Regions from separate parts of the Urocitellus parryii genome. Here region 1 is linked to region 2. The links are chromatin contacts, called in public Hi-C maps. All regions are on one chromosome and are shown on one strand. Each heading gives the region's core, a stretch centred on a gene start, on an enhancer-like site or on the middle of the called end of the contact. The rest is flanking DNA. Distances are from core to core; before and after follow the strand shown. Region 1 holds the start of Spry2 (sprouty RTK signaling antagonist 2). Region 2 holds the start of Ndfip2 (Nedd4 family interacting protein 2).

What was found. Hi-C and Micro-C count contacts between places; a contact is called where the count stands out from the background.
Region 1: a Hi-C map of muscle shows a contact between it and region 2, with 6 times the contacts expected there. The contact joins the promoter of Spry2 here to the promoter of Ndfip2 in region 2. A contact is called at or near these places in 2 of 2 Hi-C or Micro-C datasets (liver and muscle).

What each region holds. Positions count from the first base shown.
Region 1 is chr2:71,941,174-71,944,457 of mUroPar1.hap1, forward strand. It overlaps Spry2 (sprouty RTK signaling antagonist 2), which reads right to left and starts at 1,593. Exons shown (of 2, transcript XM_026400265.2): 1 at 1,209-1,593.
Region 2 is chr2:71,253,158-71,256,945 of mUroPar1.hap1, forward strand. Ndfip2 (Nedd4 family interacting protein 2) reads left to right here and starts at 2,403. Exons shown (of 8, transcript XM_026400263.2): 1 at 2,403-2,723. The coding sequence starts at 2,403.

The sequences.
Region 1 (3,284 bases), core at 343-2,842, 690 kb after region 2:
TTGAGAAAAAACCCAACATGTTATTTCTTAAAGTGGAAAAAAAAAAAAAGGCTGTTTCCAGAGCTCCACTGCACACGCCAGGATTGCTGGACCCAGATCCCTGGGTTGAAAACTTTCAGCACAGACTGGCTTGCAATGAAAAGTAGCATCTTTGAAAGGAGAAAAATGATTTCTGCCGATCCCTGGCCTCCTTCTTAATAGCCCCCACCCCACCGCACTCTCTCAGTTCCTCCCTCCCCTTTGAAAGTGCTTTGAAACCCCCATTAAGACCAGTGTGTGATCAGACTGAGGATTAGGAGGAAAGGACTTCAGCACTAGGGTGGGGCAAACCAACACAGAAACCGCTTTGTAAAAAACGCACAAGATTCAAATTAAAAATAACAGCAACAAGACAGAAGGGGCGAACCCCCCTCCCCCCCAAAAAAGGCATTAAAAAAACTATCCTCTTTTGCCACCTACTTTCAGGTAATGGAAAACAATCGCGACCACTTGATGACTTCCTTCCTGTGCTGGGTCAGAACAGGCGTCCAAAAATAAAAAATAAAAAGCATGACCTAGGCCGACCAAGAACGGAAAAAAGAGAAAGCTGCATTTCCGAACCGCAGAGACCTGGCGCCAGGCTGGGCTAAGTTCCCACCCGCACTGGGCTAGACTCTGGCCACACCGGGCAGAGGAGGGGGCTCCTCCCGCCCGGCACACTGGCCTTTTTTCACTCGAAGGGTCTCCGGCTCCAGTGAGGTTAGCAATCCAGCCACCCTGCTCCACCGGGGCCCCCGCCTCTGGGTACGCTCGCCCCGAAAGAACTTTGCCTTCCATTCAGGAGGAACAGGTTAGAAACGAGAGCGCCAGCAAAAGCGACCTGGGAAACACAAAAGTGTTTCCCCTGGGTCTCCCGCTCTCAGCGCCGATTCGTAGCCCAAGCTGGGCTGGGAGCAGAATTCAGGCGAGCCGTCCTCTGCTCCAAACCCCCTAGAGTGCGGGTGCGCGAGGTCGTGGGACGCTGCACTGGCGCACATTGCAGCCCCGCCAAGGCAGGCCGAGCCCGTACCCTGGGAGAGGTAGATCGGCGGTCAACTCCCTGGATCCTCGCGGAAACCCTGCGGGATTAGGGGAGAGACGGACCCCCACTCCCGCCCGACTGCACCTACTCCATGTTGCCCACAACGCACTGCCGGCCACGGCTCCAAGAAGAGCCAAACGCGCCTCACCGTAATCGCGGCTTTGCACCAACCCCTCTCCCTTGGGTTTTCTTTCAGCGATGTGCAAATAAATCCAGCCCCGACGCAAACTTTTCCCCTTCTTGCCACTCAGCTTCAGTTCAACTTCCGAGCAATCGGCGGAGAAAAATCGAGAGGAAAAATTCGGAGCCAAGTCCCCCGCCGACGAACACTCCGGAGTTCGGGGCTGGAGACGACCCCCCTTCCAGAAGCGCACGCGGAGTATTTCCTCTTTTTCTCAATGAACAAGAGGCCGAAGCGGCAACAGCGAATCTCTTTTCCTGGCAGATTAGCGAATGAGAAAAGAAATGGCCTTACAAAGAATCTAAAGCCAGAACGCCAAGTCTTGCGGCTCCGTCCGCGTCTGAACGGAGGCGGCGCGGAGCCGGGAGCCGGGCCGGGCGGGCGCGGGGGCCTGGGCGCTGCGCGCTCCGCCGGCCCCTCTCCTCCGCTCGCGCTGCGGCGCGCAGCTCTCGGCAGTGCAGACTGGGCGTTGTGGAGGCGCGGCAGCGAGGCCGAGGCGGGGGCGGTGGGTGCGGAGGAGGAGGAGGAGGAGGAGGAGGAGGAGGAGGAGGAGGAAGAGGAGGAGGGCTTGGGGCCCGGCCGGGGGGGCTCGCCGTTGGCCTGCGCCCTCGCCTTTCCGGAGGAGGCAGGGAGCTCTGCGGCGGCCGCGGCAGCAGTAAATGGCGTCATGTGGATCCGAGGCGGAACAGAGCAGTTGTTGTCCCAGAGGATATATCGCATCCGGTCCCAGCTCATTGGCTCCGCGGGGCTACATTCACTCACACTCCAGCGCCCGCCAGCGCTCCGAGCCGCAGGAGGCATTCAAAAGGGCAACCGCGCCGCCCCGCGCGTCCCCAGGCCAGTCCTGCCGCCCCGGCTCCGTCACGCGGGGCGCCGGCGGGGCCGGACTGGGCACGGCGGGGTCAGTTTATCTAGTTTCAAGGAAACACTGACCTTAAGGTTTCCCTAGGGGCCATGTGGACGAGCTATAGGTTTGGGTTGATTTATGGAACTTTCTCCTTGTTACCAGGAAAGGGGAATGAACATTTAAAACTAATCGGGGCCATTCAGTGTTACCATTAAAAACAACAAGTTGCAGGCTTTAAGACTTTATCCAGAATCCACTTCAAGTTTACCTCTCGCCTAGTCTGTACCCTCTCTCCTAGGGGGCGATGGGGGGGCACAAGAGGGAGGGAAAGGGGAGCGGGAAGTGAGGTGGGAGGGCTATTGGTTTATTCTTTGTCTACTGGATTAACCCGATTATACACCAGGCACCAGCACAAACCGCCTCCCCCACCTCCGAGCCTTGTACGGGAGGAACGGAATGCAGATTCGAGTTTCAAATCTTTTCTGCTCTTGCTGGGATTTGCTTTTGATTGTGTCGACTTGTAGTTTCTCGGCTTGGCTTATTTGAATTTTACTTTTTAAGGGGAATTATCTATAGAGGCTTTTTATAGATAGCTTTTTGTTGTTGTTGTTTGTTCGATGCAGTAGCCGAAGCCTTTTAAATGAATTCAGTAATACATAATTACTCAGGGCGACATCATGGACTCCCGAAATGGGGCGCAGGGTGGGGACGCTTACTATTCCACTGCTTAATCAGGAGAGTCAGCTTTAATTTCCCACTCTTTGTCACCTAGAACATTTCTCAAGAAGCTTCCTTTGTCCACGTTGAAGGTGGACTTAATTTCCACACTTAAAAATTATATATAAGTAGAAAATACACAGGCACTGCTCCAGCTGCTGCTCCACGTGCCTGCGCGTTAGTGGGAAACTAAAACGCACGGGGCGCGCGCGCGAGCGCGCGTGTACACACACACCCCTACTGTTGTATTCTGTAGATTTTACAGAATGCTTTTACTTTATAGGGAAGTACCTGCTTGTAAATTCAACATTCCCGAGTGGCACCTGCGGGATCTTGCCCCATGCGGGGTTACAGTTCTTGAAAACTGCTAGGAAAATATGGTGCTTGATTCCTGCAGCTCGAGCCCAGTTGCATTCTCAGCTATCCTGGCACCAGCTGCCTTCTTCCGACGTCTTGCTCTAGAATGTCCCAGGCGCGTT
Region 2 (3,788 bases), core at 1,153-3,652:
GTAATTTGGTGTTGGAAATATACCTAATATCTCTGTGCTTTAGTTTCCTCATCTAAACTGGGGTTACAATAATGTCTAACTCGTGGGTTTATTGTGAGGATAAAATAATTCATGCATAGTCCCTGGATTAAGAAGAGCTCAAAACTTATACATTGTTGTTCTACTACTGTCTCCTATTCCTCATTCAAAATGTGCTTTCCTGTTGAATTCTGTTACCTTCTCTACTAGAGTAACAAAATGTTCAAAAAACTTTGGAGGAGGGTAAAACTGAAAGATTTTGTTACTCTACTGAAAGAATTTGTTACTCTAACAGGATTTAGGATGCCTGCCATTGATCAGGTCTCTGGTTTTCAACATTGTGTTCTCAGTATTGTGTAGGGAGTAAGAAGTAGTCTCTGAGAAAAAGTCTGTTTGAGAAATGGACATTAAAATGGTCATTGAGGGGCTGGGATTGTGACTCAGTGGTAGAGTACTCGCCTAGTATGTGCGAGGTCCTTGGTTTTGATTCTCAGCACCACATAAAAATAAATAAATAAAATAAAGATTTTTTAAAAAAAAGGTCAATGAGAACACAAGCACATATAAAACTTAATTCTACATAATTTCAGCACTTACTACATCAGCCTGATCAAACATAAATGAGTAGGAATCTAATTTTATTTTGCTACCATTGGCTGTTTTGATCACTGATAGACAATTCCAATTGGGTTGATAATGTGAGTGTGAGTACTTATGTCAATGATTTCAATAAAATGTCATACTTGTTGTCTTAGATTCTAAAATATATTACAGTAGATTATTACAAAGCAAGTTTTAAGAATGATATCATTGCCTTTCATTACTGTTATCTTAGTAATGCTCTTGACTACCAGATGTGTCAACATAGCAAAACCAGGTAGAGCTGATGAATTCTTTGGGGGAAAAAGCTATCAGGAAGGCTTAAACTTTTTAGCTGATGATATTTCAGTGAATTTCCCTCTTTATTGTATCATGATATTTAAACAAGTTGGTTAGGCTCATCCATTGACCTTCCAGGAATCTCCTCTTATTCATGAGGAAAGTAAAGTGAGTGCTGTTCCAGACACTTCTCTATCCTCTTCTTAATAGGCTCTTCTATAATATCACTTAGGATGAAAGGGTTCAATTATCTTAAAAGATAGCTGGGCCTGATCATGTGGGATCACATATTATTTAGTTTACAGGGTACAAAAAGCAGGCCTTTGGATTAAAAAGTACTTTTTGCTGCTCCATTAGACTCTTCTACTTGCTAGAGAAACATGCTTTGTGTTCCGGGTGAGAGATGCATATATCATCTGTGCTTAATCAGACACTAACAGAGTATTATTATAATAGTCCAGAGTAATTCCTTACAGTTAAATTCCTAGGAATTATTGATAATAACCACAAAATTTCCTACCTTATTTCATTATTTTCTTTTCTCCTTCTCACTCATAACCCCAAAACGCTAGAGGCCTGTTTCCTTGAGAGATATATGAATATGTCTGTGTATTCCTTACTACCAAGAACAAAAAAAAAAAAAAAAAAGGATTTAAACAAGTATTCCACACAGAATTTTAAGGCAGTGAAAGTATTTTCTATGATACTATAGTGGCTATTACACATTTATTCAAACCCCTAGAAAGTACACCACCCAAAATGAAAACCTTTATGCAAACTATGGACTTTGGGTGATAATGGTGTGTCAATATGGGTTCATCAATTGTAACAAATGTTCAGCGTTAATAACATTTTGCCCTAGTGCGGCAGGCTTTGTAGTGGGTACAAGAGGTATATAAGATATCACTATGCTTTTCTTTAAATTTTATTGTGAACCTAAGTTGCTCTAAAAATAATCTTTTAAAAAAACTTTTTTTTTGTACTAAGGATTGAACCCAGGAATGCTTTAATATTGAGCTACTTTGCCAGTCTTTTTAATTTTTTAAAAATTTGAGACAGGGTAAGTCTTGCTAAGTTGCTGAGGTTGGCCTTGAAATTGCAATTCTCCTATCGCAGCCTCTGGAGTTGCTAGGATTACAGGCGTCGCCACCAAGTCTGACTCCATGATGAAGCTGAACGACCGTTTTAGGAATGCCCTGGAGATGGATTGCCTTGCAGTGTCCTAAGGCTGGATGAATAACAACAGGAAACGGCCCTCAGGTGTTGTAAGAACGCGTCCTCTTTCCTCGCGATATCCGCCGCTCTGCAGTGCACTTGCTCGTTCCTGCGCAAAACCCGTGTACACAGAAAAATCCAATCAAGGACGTCGGATTTTTTTTTTTTCTTTCCCAGTTCCTTTTGTCACCTCCCACTCCCGACAGACTGACAACCTACACTGCTTCCCTGAACTTCCCCTATTTTCCCATCTCCTCCCACCCAGCCGTACCCTCTGAGCCACAGAGCGGATGGAACACCGGAGGAGCCAGCGAGCATGCGCGACCGTCCCGAGCATGCTCAGTAACGCACGCGACGCCCCGGAGCTTCTCCAGCGAACCGCGCGCGACGCGGAGATCTCCGCGGCTACTGCGGGAGCTACAGGAAGTGAAGCGTCCCCGCCGGGCGACCGCGGCGGCAGAAACCCAGGCGGAAGCGGCGCTGCGGCAACGACGTCGACGACGGGGGAGGCCGAGGGAGCTGAGCGCGGAGGGGACTTGTCCGCTCGGAAGCCGGATCCCGAGCCGGGCAGGATGGATCATCACCAGCTGGGGACTGGCCGCTACCAGGTGGTGAGTTCCCGGCCTCCTGGGACCTCGGGACTGACGCCCACTGTGGCCCCTGAATCCCTTTCCTCAGGTTATTCTTCGGGAGGACGTTCTAGTTAATTATTATTATTTTGGACCGCTGGCTTGGGCTTTTTCCCTCACACCTCTTCAGTTGGATTTCTGCTTGTGACTCTACTCAAGACCCTTCCCTCTTGTTCCATGTCTCCTCTTGGTCCCCTCATCCGCAACATATTCCACCCTGTAAGACAATCTTCCCACCGACACCGTAGAACTCATTTATTTCTCCTTATTCCCTGTCTCAGTCTCTCCCGAGACTGCCCAGGCGATTTTCATCTGGAAGCAGCTAAGTTCACATACCTGCCAGGAAGGTGGTCGCCGTCATAAATGGGGTGGGTGGGGGAGGTGTAAGTACTATGTACTAGGTTGGCTGCAGATTTGGTAAAATTGCGGGTTAGGAATTGTGGAACTGTGGAGAATAGCTTTAGTGCTGGCCTTGCCTGCTCTCGTTAACCTTGTCATTTTGTCCTTTCCCATTAAGTTAGTTATTAAAAGTGATTATATTCATTCCCCCCCTTCATTTCCACATGCATTTTTTTGGAGGAGGGGTACAAGGAGCAGAAATGTTTTATTTGAAAAAATTCTGATCTTGTTTGAAAAATTGATTTTCACTAAACACAAGGTTTTGCGGTTTCAACTATATAAATCTCTGTTACTTTAAATGTGTGAAATGTGTTGTTTGTTACTTTTTGTCAGTTTTCCTGTATTTTTCCTTTGTATATTAATTCTGATGATGTCATTGGAAATTTTTATTGTAAATCTTATTTAAAAGTGTACTCAATAATAAATGACAGTTCTGTTGCAGCTTGGTAGCATGTTAGTCTATAAACTTTGAGATGATAATTTAGTTTAAACCTGTTTACTGAGGAAAAGGAGAAAAATGTTAATACCTATTGGTAATGATGCAGTTTATAGATTATAAAATTTTACAAATGTAGATTAGTTAATTCCATTATTTCATTCATTTTTTTAAATAATTTGCATATTATTGTGAATTAAGAATTTCTATTA